Regions from separate parts of the Mus musculus genome. Here all the other regions are linked to region 2. A link is a contact called in public HiChIP or PLAC-seq data. All regions are on one chromosome and are shown on one strand. Each heading gives the region's core, a stretch centred on a gene start, on an enhancer-like site or on the middle of the called end of the contact. The rest is flanking DNA. Distances are from core to core; before and after follow the strand shown. Region 1 overlaps Btbd9 (BTB (POZ) domain containing 9). Region 2 overlaps Dnah8 (dynein, axonemal, heavy chain 8). Region 3 holds the start of Btbd9 (BTB (POZ) domain containing 9). Region 4 overlaps Btbd9 (BTB (POZ) domain containing 9).

Region 1 (3,203 bases), core at 530-3,029, 330 kb before region 2:
TGTTCCCCTCCAGTAGGCTGTTCAGTGCTAGTTCAATTATGACATCAAAGTTACAAGTAGAGGAACAATTCAAACTGTGTTTGCTAAAATGGCTACTTCTTCAAAGTGGGACCCTTCCCACTCTTCCATGTCTAAATAGGGCATTTCGCAAAGGTTTGAGCTTTCTGGTCCTGTGAGAAGAGTAAGACTCAGCGTGACTGACTAGGGATCTAAAGCCTCGGGGTGAACTGCCCAATTATGCCAGTGTTTGCCTTTCAAAGCAAACAAATGTTCTGTCTGCCCAGTTAGTGGATGAGATGGGGCAGAGGGAGTGGAGGCTGACCAGACACACACATCCATGCACTGCTAGTGTGGCGAGGAGAGAACGCCCCATAAATAGAAACACTTCTCTCCTCATTTGCTGTACCTGTCCCCTAGATCTACAGCCCTGTGAAGGTACTATAATCTAATGAGAATGGGTGGGGGGATGTCACAGCCAATGACAGCAGGGAGGAGGGGAGACGGAATAGATGGAGGCAATAAAAGAGATTCAAGTGCTTTACCCCAACAAATGCTACAGTTTTAGTACACATCTAATGAGGCTCCCACAGAAGACTAGCTAATATGAACAACATTCTCCATATACCAAAGAAGGCCTACATGCTCAGAGCAGAGACGAGATCATAGCATCTCCTGTCTCTCCGCTTACAACACTACCACCCTGGCAACCTTACTCAAAAATACATGCCTGCTCTCAGTGACCCGTACTTATAAATTTGTGTATATGCTACTCTCAACTGATGAGTGCAGAAACCCTGACATCTATCAGTGTTACAAGCTCGGGACTGAGTACAGTGTAGAGCACAAAGCAGGTGCTAATTTGCTGAATGAGTAAGCAGTGAACGAACGAACGAACGATCGAACGAACGAACGAAGACAATTTTCTTTCCTGGGCTAGTGAAGCATGCCTAAATCCCTGTTCTGAGTAAAAACAGAGCCCCTCTAGTGAGGTATTTATCATCACCGAAGGCCTCTAATGTAACCCCTGAGACTAGAAGACAGACTGGCAAATGTTCTGCAACACCCCTTCCTTTTTCTGCGACATACTTGACACATAATAATTTCTTGCTCTAAGAAAATGGGAATAAGGAGGGAAAGGAAACAGTAGTTATTCAAACAAGCAACGGGCATCAAAGGGAAGCATTGGTAGAGAATCAAGTGCCTGCTACAAGAAGCAAGACCTGTCTCATCAGGGGTGCGATCACTAATTCAACTGTCCCAACCTAGCCCACCACAGTCTGCCTAAATTCAACATTTGATTTCAAAGAGTTTCTAAAGGATTAGAAACATATGTAGCATTCTGTAGCATTGGGATTCTTTAGCATTAGCCCACTTTCCTGAGCAGGATATAAAAGTAAAAAGTATTTCAAAACACTGACAGGGGTGACTGATATTTAAAAATTAAAATTTTATTTTCATAAAGCATCAATATAACACTTAACTGCAGTATCAATTCACATAACACACACAAACACACACGGGGGGGAGAGAGAGAGAGAGAAAGAGAGAGAGAGAAGTCGTTATCAATGCAAAGTTCTTACAAGTGACACAGTGAGGTTTGGTCTGAGGATAAAGATGCACACAGATAAACTGCAAGTCGCTTTTCTTCAGCTCCAGCTGAGGGTTAAGGTAGGAGGAGCTGGTGTTAGTAAAACTTTGGTGCACATAGAACAGCACCACACACACACCACTCCTGGCAAGGGTTCAGAAAGGTCAGTCACTTCCTTCCACTCATCATCACTGAAGTGATAACTGTGGTGTGAGGCTGGCGCTTCCTTACTGCCAGGAGACGCAACCACCACCATGCCAGGCGGACGCTGCCAGGGTTACCCCGCACAGGCAGAGGCATGGCAGACCTAGTGTTATGTTATGTGTTTTCTCAGAACCAAAAATATACAAAACCTGCTGTAAACATTCAAAAATGAGCAAGCCATTAGTTATTAGTTATTAAGATACTGTTTGTGGCAGGCTCAGGACAGTACAGGGAAGCACTCACAGGCTTGGCTGCTAGGAAAAGGCACAGTGGCATCTTAATAAAAGCCAATGTGCCAAAGATGCCAACCTTCTCTGAAGATCAAACAACAGCTCAGATTCTCAAAGGGTGATTAAAAAAAAAAAAGTCTGCTCTGTAGAAAACAAGCAGCCTTCCTGCTCAATAACTATCAAGCTCACAGGGTGCGGTTCTCCCGTTCAGTAACTATCGAGCTCACAGAGTACGGCTCCTGCTCCTTTTTGGTGAGGGCAGCATGCTCAGTGAGGCACAGATTCACCACAGCAAGGGTGTGAACTGAAGCCAGGGTTGGGGTGAGCGCCATCTGCAGCACAGCACAGGTTCCACAATGCCGACTGACTGACCTAAGTCTCAGAAAGAGGTGTAGGTCAAATCTCCCATGCCTTGATTGATAAAATACCACTTTTTTCAATTTAACAGATGAAATCTGCCATCCATACAAAGCATTAAAAACCTTCAACATGAACCTCAAATTTCAGTTTCCTACAGAAAACAAGCCCTAAAAAAGTAGAGCTGTTTGCCAGCTCAGGGAGTCTGCCACCACTCAGACCCTCTTAACGACTGCTCTGCTCAGATGGACAGTGAATGTTCAAGGCAATGCAGACTTCATCTCTCACCGTCAGTCAGCGCCTTACACCATGAACCTGCACTGGGTACAGAGTGGCCGCCTAGCACAGTGTCACGGTCTGAGTGCTGTCTGACAATCCTAAGACTTAGAACCCACACTCTATGCCTCTAAAAGCTTGTAATTTTACTCTGAGGGAAACCAAAGCAACACAAAAGACACTAAACAACAAAGGTGACATATGTACAAATACACAAATTAACTAACACAAGAAAAATTAAACCCTTACACACTAAGGAAGTATTTGCAGAGTGAAGTACCCACAGGAAGTTCATTTAGAACATTGTTTAAGCAGTCAATAAATGATTCTGAAGGGAATCAAAGCATCCTTGGATAGTCAAGTAAGGTCTAATTCTTAGATTTATCTTAAACTGCTGTTAGAACAAACACCTAAGCTGACGAACGATTTATGAAGCAATGCAGGAGACATGTTAAAATGCTTGTCCTCATTGCCGGGCATGGTGGCACACGCCTTTAATCCCAGCCCTTGGGAGGCAGAGGCAGGCGGATTTCTGAGTTTGAGGCCAG
Region 2 (3,395 bases), core at 632-3,131:
TGTGATAATTATTCCGTTGATAAGTTTTGTTAAGATGCTTTCAGAGCCAACAGTAAAGAAAGAAAGAAAGAAACCCTATTAAAATGGAAATAAGCCCCCCCCTCTTTCTAATCTTGGTTCTTTTCATCAATTTTCTTTTCTTTTCCCTCCCCACACAGGTCTGGTTCAGTGAGAAGATGTTTGAGCCCTCGTTCTGTTTTTACACCGGCTACAAAATCCCCATATGCAAAACCCTGGACCAGTATTTTGAGTTCATCCAGTCTCTGCCATCCCTCGATAACCCAGAAGTCTTTGGGCTTCACCCCAATGCCGACATCACGTAAGTTCTTGGTGTCTTTCCTTTCTTTCTTTCTTTCTTTCTTTCTTTCTTTCTTTCTTTCTTTCTTTCTTTCTTTCTTTCTTTGTTTCTTTCTTTGTTTCTTTCTTTCTTTGTTTCTTTCTCTCTCTCTCTCTCTCTCTCTCTCTCTCTTTCTTTCTTTCCTTTTTTTTTTTTTTTAATTTGAAGGTGTCATTTGTAACTCAAGCCTGGCAAAGACTATGCATTTCATTTTCTCCCCTAATCTCTCTCCTTTCCTTTCTTTTTATTTTCCTGTGAAAAAGAGTGTTCCTTCCTGTCTCCCAATTACAACTCCGTGACAACTCGGCCGGCCCTCCACTCACTAAATCCCCAGGGCCTGGCATTTATGACAACACAAAGGCTGTAATTTATGCCTTGATTACTTCTCTGTCCTGTCATAAAACCAGTTATGTTTTTACATTAATTGATGTTCTCCATTGATGGTCATATTCTGGCTCCTCATCTCTTTCTCCAAGTATCCATTAAAATTACGACCCTTGGGAGCAGAGAGATGACTCAGTGGTTAAGAGCACGTGCTGCTCTTGTAGAGGACCCAGGTTCAGTTCGCAGCACCCATGCCTGTGGCTCACAACCACCTTTAACTCCAGCTGCAGGGGATCTGACGCCCTCTTCTGGCCTCCTTGGGCAGGTGCACTCATGTGTACACACCCACCCATGTGCACACATAATTAAGAACATCTAGATATCTATTATAATGTGTGATCTATAGCATAAGCAAGGTCTGCAAGGGCAGAGCACATATGGTCAGAGTCCTGTCTCTTACAATGGATCATCTCTTCCCGTGCTTGCTTGCCTACAACCTTATAGCCATGAGTCCCTCATGGTCATGTACCCCTCAGCACCATGTGAGGTCCCCGATCCCACAAAGGCACAGAAACACCCACCAATCCTTAGCTCTCCATGTAGCCACCTTCCAGATGAAGTTTATCTTTGGAGAACCCTCCGCTAAAAAGGATCACCCCTTTCCAACTGCCAACTCAGTTAGCCACAGCTGAGTCGCTCCACTGCAAGGTGTCACCTTTGCCGTCCATACCTAGCTAGGAGGAGGGGCATGTCTGTCTCTCTCCCAGCCCTTCAGCCATGGCTATAATTTTAATAACTCTATCATCAAGCATGGGTGGGTACTGCCCAGTTCTAGTACTCTGGTCTGTTCTTATGGACAAGCGTATTTGGTCTTCTGACCCAGACAAAGCATGTCCTGCGTGTGACACGAGACTTTGTGATTACACTGGGTTCCTCTCCTCTGTGTCCTCTAATCCGGCCCACAGCACTTTTCACTTGGAGAGAGGCCATCCCAAGCCTCAAGTGGTTCGTGCTCCTTACAGACCCTGGGACGGAACACACGGTAGCTCTTCGCTGTCGCCTCCGGGCCACTGCTTTGAGAGGCTCCATTCAGTGAGCTGAAATGCACAATTAGGGGGTGAAACAATAATTTTTTAAAAATGCACTGGGGATCATCTTGAGAACAAACAGTTTGGGGAGGGCAGGAGGAAGTGGTTTCGCTTGAGTTAAGGCTGTTAAAATGTGGGTTAGACTCCATAGTTCCTCTGATCAGAAGCCTCCCGAGGTCCTTGCATTACCTCGAGTCAAGGTCAAAGGTATCCTACATACATATAATCCAGACCTCCAGTCCTGCCTCCATCCTCCCCTCTCACATCCCTCCCTCCAGCTAGCTCTCCATATCTTCCTATTACTTAGACCACAGGACTCCGCGATTGCACTTCCTGGAACATGCCCTGACCCTGAAATACCACTGTGGTTTCTTTCTTACCTCTTCCAGCCCTTGCTTAGGGGTCACTCACCCTAAGTACAGATGTTGATCTGTTTCAAGCCTCACCTCAAACCCTAACCCCGTGACGTAACTTTTCTTGTATCTGCCACAGACACACTCTGCTTTTATTATTTACTTGCTTTTATTGATCAGCCACCAGTTAAAATGTAAACTCCATTGCATCCAGAACCTGTATCCGATCTCACTGCTGTACCTTGGTGCCCAGGAGACTTTGTTGGCTGAATCAGCAATGCTAAGTCCTCCCAGACTCTAATGAGTCTGACCAGCGGGACTGATGCATAGAATGTGATGGTTTCCCCTGGGTAGGAAGAAAAGCAGCAGACAGAACTCTGTGCAATTATTAACTATGTAATAAAAGATGTTGCTGTGCGGCTGGAGAGGCTGGATAGGTATCTGATAAATACCTTCCTAGCATGCACAAATTTCTGGGTTCAATCCCCAGTATTGGGAAAACGATTTTTTTAGGCAGGGCTTCATTCATTTCTGGCTGAGCCTGAACTTGCTCTGTAGGCTTACAAATTACGGGGTCCTTTTACCTCCATCTCCTGAGGGTTGGGATTACAGCCATGTACCACCATGTTCCAGCCAGTGATGGACTACGTTCTGGGATTGCAAGCCCTTTCCTCCCTTAAGTGGCTTCTGGCCAGGGTGTTTGTTTTATCATAGCAACAGAAATGAAACCCGTGAAGATAGTCTTTCTTACTTTGAGTTTTTCTATACCTAAGTGTTATCGACATAGACTTGTCCACTCTTCTCCAATAGCAATTTGAGTCCCCTTTTAAGTATACATATATATATGTGTGTGTGTGTGTGTGTGTGTATACACACACACACACACACACACACACACACACACGATTCCCATCTTTTATCTGTGACCTATGTTGCAGGATTTGTGTCCTGTTTCCTTCTTTGGTTTTGCCTCTGCTTTTGAAGGTAGAAGTGTTGCTTGCCATTTGGCCTCTCTCCAAAAGGAATGTTCTAGTCAAAATAATCTTTCAGGCATCTGTGGACAGCCACGTTGCTACCATGAGTCGCTGCATCCGAGAGAAACCATAGGGGCCACAGACATCAACACAGGTGAATGCCAGACAAGTCAGGGGTCCTCTTTAATGAGACCCAGCTCAGCACATCCTTAGTCACTGATGGGCAAAGCACACGGTGGCAAAGCACCAGACTAATTTTCCTATATGAATTCTCTCAGGTAACTCAAGCTTCCAAATGGATCCATGGCCTCCTTGATAC
Region 3 (3,669 bases), core at 221-2,720, 270 kb before region 2:
CCACGGGGTATGAGGCCGCATCAACCGCATAGCTATCTACCCGGGAGCGGGCAGTTTTCTAGGAGGCACAAGCAAAAGGGGAAATAAGTAACTCACTCACAAAAGCTCGTAATAGAACAGTGGCTCCTGAGTGGTTTTTCAAAGCAAGCTTTACTGATTCCAAGACGTGAGAACTTCAGAGACCATACCTTACAGAGACTCCGTTATAAAACTGAATCTCCTGATTTTAGACTCTGGGTGGAAACTCTAAAGTTATGTCCCTCAGTTTTTAGGCATGATCAAATGTCAGTGCTCCCTATCTTGTCACTCTCACTTGGCACTGCCTTTAACTCATAACGGGAAAGATTATTTCTTCCATTTGTCTCCATTATTCCTCCTTAAAAAACCACCACATACAACGGACCCAACAGAATCCTGTATACTGGCTGATGGCCAGTTGCATCATTTAACTCCAGTCTCACCATGCCAGCCCACGCGTGAAACACAATCTACATTTCCACCAGATAAATAACAGCCCGCACTGCTTCTGGGAAGAACACACACAAAAGGCAGGGCTGCTCTACCTGCAAGACCCTTGAAATGGCCAAAGCACAGCACGGTTCTGGGAAATAGATACAAGGGCAGATTTGAGTCTATGAGGAAGTAACAATACTGGATGGATATGGTCCCTTGGCTTCAAAAATGTGGATCAACACAGGATATAATAATAATAATAATAATAATGTTCAGAGAAGCACGTGGGCATGCACGTGAGGCTGGAAGGTCCAGGCAACAGGTTAGTCAACCAGCATCTTCACTGACAAGTCGCCTTCCCCGGGTCGTGGGTGTGCCCGACGCTCACGCAGGCACAGATTCTAACGATCTCTCTAACAACCCGCTCCTACTCCCAGACCCGCCAGGGTAGAGCTGACGGATCTCTTCGCGGTTTACCCCAAAACTTTGCGAACCCCGAGGGTCCCCATTTCCGCGTTTGTCAGGTTTGCACAGTCGGCGTCTCAGTGTGGACGCGCGGCTGCTGAGGAACGCGGGCTTCTCCCGCTTCAAATTCCTAAAAGGAAACCGGCAGCGTCGCACTGGAGTCCAGTCACTTGTCCCTCGGCACCCCTCTCTCCAGCGCCCCCCTCTCACCCCCCCCCACCCCCACCCCAGAGCGCCAGGCCCGGGAACTGACCCTCCTCAGCCCCCGTCCCCGCCCCCGGAACCAGCGGCCGAGGGGCGTGGAGCGGCGCGCGCGGGTCCGGCGGGGAGGGGGAGCGCGTCCCCGCGCCCCGGGCCCGCGCAGCAGGTGCGGCCAGGCCCCAACTCTCACGAGCGGTCCGGGCGACTCACCCCGACGATGTCCCTCAGCGACCTAGAAGCCGCCACACACGTCTCTTCCGCCAGCAGCGACCCCGCCTCGTGGCCACCGCCCCCTCGACCGCCGCCGTCGCCGCCTTCCTCGCCGCCGCCGTCGCGGCGCGCGCCCGCTTTCACGCACACCGCCGTGGCCGCGCACGCGCTCTGCGCGCTGGCGTCACTTAGCAACGGCTCAACCGTGGGCCAGTAGAACCCAGGACGCCAGGGCCCCAGGTCGCCTCAGGCGGGGGTCTTGCGGCGTGTTTCCCCAGGTCGGAGCCACTGCCCCTCCAGTACTGGGCCCTGAGGGTGTGGCCGCCCTGCCGACACCTGGCTCAGGGTGAGGCACGTCATCACACGTCACTGAATAGCGTCATCGGTCGCGTCACTGCGTAAGGGGACGAGCCGGAGCGCCGGTTGGAGAAAGCCTCGTCTTTCTGCACTTAGTCGCTTGCCTGATGGACAGTCAGCTACGTGCGAGAAGTTGGACGAGGAGAATGGGCCAAGAGAGGCATTACCAGCATGAAGGTGCTACGAGGCCAGGCCTGAAATACCACGACTCAGTTTCCTCCTTCTGTCAGTGGGAAGACGGATACCCGACTTGCCTGCGCTAGAAAGGTGTCAACTTAGGACGAAATAATGCATGCGAGGCTGCGGGCGAACTGATCTCATTCGAACTCCTTATTTCAAGACCCTGACAGAAAGCCCGGACATAAGTCCTCGACACTCCAGGACTACCAAGTGTAACGTATAAAGCCCATTAGACTCCATCTTTCACATAAGAAGCAGGCACTGTGAACTTTGAAGCCGTAGAAATTGGGTTGTAGGTCTTTCCTGGCCGAAACTGGAGAGTCGTCACTCTTGAAAGTTACTTACCTGGGTGTGTGGGTTTGAAGATGGAAGACTTAATTCCAAGCAAAGACGACTTAAATGGGCAGTGAAAATGAACAGACACAGCAAGGGTTAGGGCTGGGCCAGTGAAGGATCAGAGCCACAACCTAGACTCTGGCGGTGGGGATGGAAACGCGGAGGCCAGCTCTGAGCGGGGGAATGAATAGGTAGGCCAGGTTTCTAGCGTGGTTGCTGAGACAGGTGGGAGTAACATTTAGCAAGACGGAAAGAAAGCTGCCTTTGTGTGTCAGTTACTAAATGGTAGTGACATTCCTTACGGATGACATGGTAGAACGATGGAATGTGGATACGTTGGTTGGGGAAACATTCTCCGCTCTCATCTTCCATGTGGAACGATATCCATCAATTTAATACATCTACTTTCCGATACACGTGTCCCCAATTTATTTGTCCTTGGAGAATTGACTTCGGGATTGGTACATTTAAAAAAACAAAGGGAGCCGGGCGGTGGTGGCGCATGCCTTTAATCCCAGCACTCTGGAGGCAGAGGCAGGTGGATTTCTGAGTTTGAGGCCAGCCTGGTCTACAGAGTGAGTTCCAGGACAGCCAGAGCTATACAGAGAAACCCTGTCTCAGAAAAACCAAAAAAATAAAAAGGGGGGGGGGGCAAACTGAAGTGGGAGATCTTTGAAGAAACAGAGCAAACCCTAGAGTTTAACATTAGGAAACTGCCCACAGGTGATACCCAATTCCAGCTTTGTTGTGTTTTATAGAATAATGTTTCCCACCAAGACCCATGCCCCCATCACCATAATCTGCTGATCTGTTCTGGAAAGTGACAGAAGGAAGTTGCAGACCTGGTTCAGTAAAAGTTATGAAGAGATTGCTCTGATGCTGCCCCGCTGGGCTAGGGACAAGAGCAACAGAGTCAGAAAAAAAGCTTATGAGAGAAGCAGGGGAGACTGCTTTGAAGCTACTGCCAGTCAGCCTTAAAAACGGAACAAAGGACTACAGGCAGCCTATAGAAGCTAGAAAGGGCAAGCGACTGGGTTCTTGAATCTAGGGCTTGATCTCTAGAAGTGTAACAAGAATTGGTATAAGCCACACAGTTTCTACTAACTTGTCACAACAGCTGTAAGAAACTAGTACAGCTGAGAATAAAGACAACAGCTTCCCCGTGTATTCCTGGCTTCCCGGTTTATCTAGGAAAAGAGAGGACCATTGATCAAGCTGCCTCACAGACTGAGCACTGTGACTACGGTCTGATGGAGGGGTCCTCCAGGTTTAGAGGAAAATATCAAATTACCCAGGTCCGTGACTGATGAGAGAAGCTGAGGTTTGAAGGACATTAAGCCTAGGCATGGATGAGATCAATCAAAGAAGAAAAAACCAAAAACCTAACCTCCACTTCTAGGTTAGATTCAGCTGCTGATAACAGCAACCATTAACAAATCCAACTAATTTCACCAAACACTTGAGAAC
Region 4 (3,363 bases), core at 489-2,988, 390 kb before region 2:
CGAGCGATCATTTTTCCTTGCATAATTAGTAGTGACAGCTGTTCATGTGTTCACTTCATTGCTACCTTAGTACTTATCTATCTTCCCTACCTTAGCACTGATTAAAACATACAATGTCTTTAGGAAATGTCCTACCTTATGATTCAATCTTAGCTGTCAAATACTGGCAACAGTACATCTCTTAAGGAAATCAGCTTGTCTGTTTGTACACACCAAGAAAAAAAAAATCTCATTCTTAAGTGAGAAGAAACCAAAGTACAGAAAATAAAAGAAACCCAATCCGTGCCATCCTTGGTCCTCCACCCAGCCTGACAACGCAATCCATGCCAACCTCAGTTCTTCAGCTGTCGCTATAACAATCAAACCAACACTCCCTCATGCCGCCATGACAGTCAACATATCTCATTCATCTCTTCTCTGTCCGGTTCCATTTTCAATCCTGTTTATTGTCTTTCATGTTGAGAGACTACTTTCCAAACTATGGGGAGGGTAAGACTATCATGAAAGAAGCTTTTTGGTCAGGGTTAAATTCCCACTAAAGTAAAATTCCTTCACTGCTTGCTTTGTCATGGATAACATGGGAAAAGAATAACCAGATCTCATTTAGAGGAAAACCCACACACAGAACAGCCTAAGGCAATGTGTAAGGCAGAGAGAAACAAAGGCCAGACTTCCCACCAGAGACCCCACCAGGCCTCCAGTATCTGTTGCCATTCAGCCGGTGGGCGGGCACCTTTTACAGGAGGAAGATGGTGGGAGGGCTGACAGTTACAGGAGCAGGAGACTGGAGCTGTACCCTCCATTTCCAGCAGTAAAAGGGGGCTGACACGTCCACCTACTAAGACAGTGTGTGCAAGGATCAAATGCAGAGAAGAGCTCCAGGAGCAGAGGAGGGAGGTAACATAATCTAAACCCTGCATCACTCACTCTCCAGCAGCCTCCTTCAGAAGCTCCTCAGCTTCTACCCGAGAGCCAGCACACTGTGGTTCAATTAGCGGTGACACCGGACAATGATACTTTGTGGGAGAGCTTGTGTGTGCACAGGTACACAAACACACAGCACACAAACAACGTAATACTTATAGTATGGTAAGGAAAATTACAATGTACACAAACATGAATTCATTAAAAACCTGTTAACCCTCAGTGTGCTGAAAGACTGCATTTTCCGTACAAAATCACCTTTCAAGCTTTCCATTTAAAATTTCATTCCCAAAATATTGCCATGCACATAAAAATTACAATGATATAAAAGTATGATAAACAGTTGATGAACCTTGTTTATAGGATTTTGGAAAACCTAAACAATTTAAATGTAGAATTTTATCTAAAAATAAGGAGATATTTATGTACTTTAGCGCTTAAAATTTCTTCGAATTATGAACAAAATCTCCAGAGTTTAGGAAAGTAAGATAGCTTGTTTCGAGCTAACAATTATTTTGAGAGAGCAAAAGTTTCTTTCTCCAGCACCTGCAGAAACAGTGTTTACTGAGAAAGAATGACTTGTGTCTACAGACAGAGGGCTGTAATGGGCAGTTTTGGTGGAACACATCACAGCAGTGCAAGCCAGCTGCCACAAACCTGTCGTCTGGTTTTGACTTGGACTCATCTGATTTCTGAGAGCAGTCAGAGCTTGGAGAACAGCGGGGCATTTGCTTTGCTGACTACTGAGAGTCAATGGTGGCATGGGCTGGGCTCACAGGGTCCTCCGGCAGGATGCCTGAGAAAAGAGAGTTCTCATTCGTCTTGCAGGTGCCAGGATAAGGGCTGTCACATGGGACATTCCTTCTCTCTGTTTAAATACTGAGAGTAATTTTCATTTAAGAAGAACAGTACTATGAACCTCCTTCATTGAAAGAATGAGTTTTAGCAGAAAAGGACCTCCAGTTAACCTAGTGTAGCCGTAGTTACACTGAATGCAAATTTAAAATAAAAACAGAGTGTGGAATGGGGGGGAGGGGGCAGGGCTGAGGACAGCATTGACTTGTGCCAGCCTGGGCTTGACGGAAGCCTCTCTGTAGTCTGATCATGCAATGAAACTGATTTAGTGGTTTTTGTTATAATTAGTCACATTAATTAATGCTAAAAAACAATGTTAACAGTATATTATTTTCATCTAGTTAAATAAAGGATTATACACATTTGTGTAAATTACACAGCATTAAACATTTAAATAACTTGAAATGAAGCCATTACTGTCATTCAAACAAGTTTCCACAGCTAAAGGCTGAATGTTAAGTATGAACGGATTCAGTATTACAAGAATATGAATCCTTTATCTTTGAAGAAAAATGAGAGTTGATGACTTCTCCCTTGAAAAAAGTGGTTTGCAGTGGCATAGCGCCCTCCAGTGGCCAAGTGTTCAAAATGCAAGTCTCAGAGGCCACTGTTCCATTCTTTTCACACTGAACAAAGGGAGTAACATGAGCGCCTTTATTTATTTATTTATTTATTCATTTATTTATTTAATTTTTTTTTTTTAAAGATTTATTTATTTATTATATGGAAGTACATTGTAGCTGTCTTCAGACACTCCAGAAGAGGGCGTCAGATCTCGTTACGGATGGTTGTGAGCCACCATGTGGTTGCTGGGATTTGAACTCTGGACCTTCGGAAGAGCAGTCGGGTGCTCTTACCCACTGAGCCATCTCACCAGCCCTATTTATTTATTTTTAACACGAGTGCTTATCTCGTCACATTTATCATGTCATACTATCTTCCCACTGTTACTTTTCCCTCACAAAATTTAAACCTCTTTATTCAAATCTCATTTGTTCCTTCTAAGACAAGCTCTGAGGGACAGGAGACAGACAGAGCCTCACACGGGTTCAGGGCTTCAGGAGAAGCGAGTGGATCCCTCCAGTCCCAGGCCAGTGGCTGGCCTTCTGCAGTAGAAACTGACAACTGACTCCTAAACGTTCAAATTTAAACAAGATCATAAAAATCACGGGACACTCTTCTGTTACACAACCTGTGAGCATTGTAACAGCAAGTTAGGGTCATAAAGTATCCGGTACTCTCTTTCTGTGTGTCAACAGTTTTCTAGAGCCAAATAGTTTTCCTGAGGTGGCAGGAAGCAGCTCCCTCAAGCTAATACAAAATGCTTCTGATCCCGCCCCCCAAACATTGATCTTTCATAGTCAAAGGATCATACTTTCATTCACAATAAGAACCAAAATGAGTAAGGTTGTTATAACATTCCCAGTTTTCTACTCATAAAAAGCCATAAGGCATGAAAACACTGCCCCAGATCATAAATCAAACAGTTACTGAGTAGAATGAACTAGGCTGTTTTCAAGAGAATAATACAAATTAATGATTTTCCTCTTTTGTTTATGCAAAAAATATAAAGCTTTGAACATG

What was found. HiChIP or PLAC-seq counts read pairs in DNA pulled down with a chosen protein or histone mark.
Region 1: a contact with region 2 is called in an H3K27ac HiChIP or PLAC-seq map of the HPC-7 cell line, with 6 times the contacts expected there. The contact joins two enhancer-like sites. A contact is called at or near these places in 1 of 484 Hi-C or Micro-C datasets (uterus), 2 of 115 datasets of contacts at active chromatin or transcription factors (the HPC-7 cell line and neural progenitor cells) and 3 of 9 other capture datasets (adipose tissue, liver and pancreatic islet).
Region 3: a contact with region 2 is called in an H3K4me3 HiChIP or PLAC-seq map of the SCID.adh cell line, with 16 read pairs. The contact joins the promoter of Btbd9 here to the enhancer-like site in region 2. A contact is called at or near these places in 2 of 39 promoter capture datasets (cranial neural crest and stem cell-derived epiblast-like cells), 1 of 484 Hi-C or Micro-C datasets (myocytes), 5 of 115 datasets of contacts at active chromatin or transcription factors (the SCID.adh cell line, embryonic stem cells, neural progenitor cells and 1 more) and 3 of 9 other capture datasets (adipose tissue, liver and pancreatic islet).
Region 4: an H3K4me3 HiChIP or PLAC-seq map of the SCID.adh cell line shows a contact between it and region 2, with 9 read pairs. The contact joins two enhancer-like sites. A contact is called at or near these places in 4 of 15 datasets of contacts at CTCF or cohesin (embryonic stem cells and stem cell-derived epiblast-like cells), 19 of 484 Hi-C or Micro-C datasets (embryonic stem cells, liver, myeloid progenitors and 8 more), 3 of 115 datasets of contacts at active chromatin or transcription factors (DN3 thymocytes, the SCID.adh cell line and embryonic stem cells) and 4 of 9 other capture datasets (adipose tissue, embryonic stem cells, liver and 1 more).

The regions. Positions count from the first base shown.
Region 1 is chr17:30,508,047-30,511,249 of GRCm38.p6, forward strand. The region is part of intron 6 of Btbd9 (BTB (POZ) domain containing 9); the gene reads right to left. Among named protein-coding and RNA genes, the nearest start is that of Btbd9, 67 kb to the right of the region's middle. Within about 2 kb of position 1,780, at least 12 of the 459 cell types and tissues checked have an H3K27ac peak or open chromatin away from gene starts, as enhancers often do. A contact at or near this core is called in the HPC-7 cell line, where this site is marked.
Region 2 is chr17:30,840,395-30,843,789 of GRCm38.p6, forward strand. Dnah8 (dynein, axonemal, heavy chain 8) reads left to right here. Exons shown (of 93, transcript NM_013811.3): 88 at 159-319. Among named protein-coding and RNA genes, the nearest start is that of Gm41561, 16 kb to the right of the region's middle. Within about 2 kb of position 1,882, at least 31 of the 459 cell types and tissues checked have an H3K27ac peak or open chromatin away from gene starts, as enhancers often do. A contact at or near this core is called in the HPC-7 cell line and the SCID.adh cell line, where this site is marked.
Region 3 is chr17:30,574,817-30,578,485 of GRCm38.p6, forward strand. It overlaps Btbd9 (BTB (POZ) domain containing 9), which reads right to left and starts at 1,471. Exons shown (of 11, transcript NM_027060.1): 1 at 1,330-1,471.
Region 4 is chr17:30,452,698-30,456,060 of GRCm38.p6, forward strand. All of the region lies in intron 6 of Btbd9 (BTB (POZ) domain containing 9), which reads right to left. Among named protein-coding and RNA genes, the nearest start is that of Btbd9, 120 kb to the right of the region's middle. Within about 2 kb of position 1,739, at least 11 of the 459 cell types and tissues checked have an H3K27ac peak or open chromatin away from gene starts, as enhancers often do. A contact at or near this core is called in the SCID.adh cell line, where this site is marked.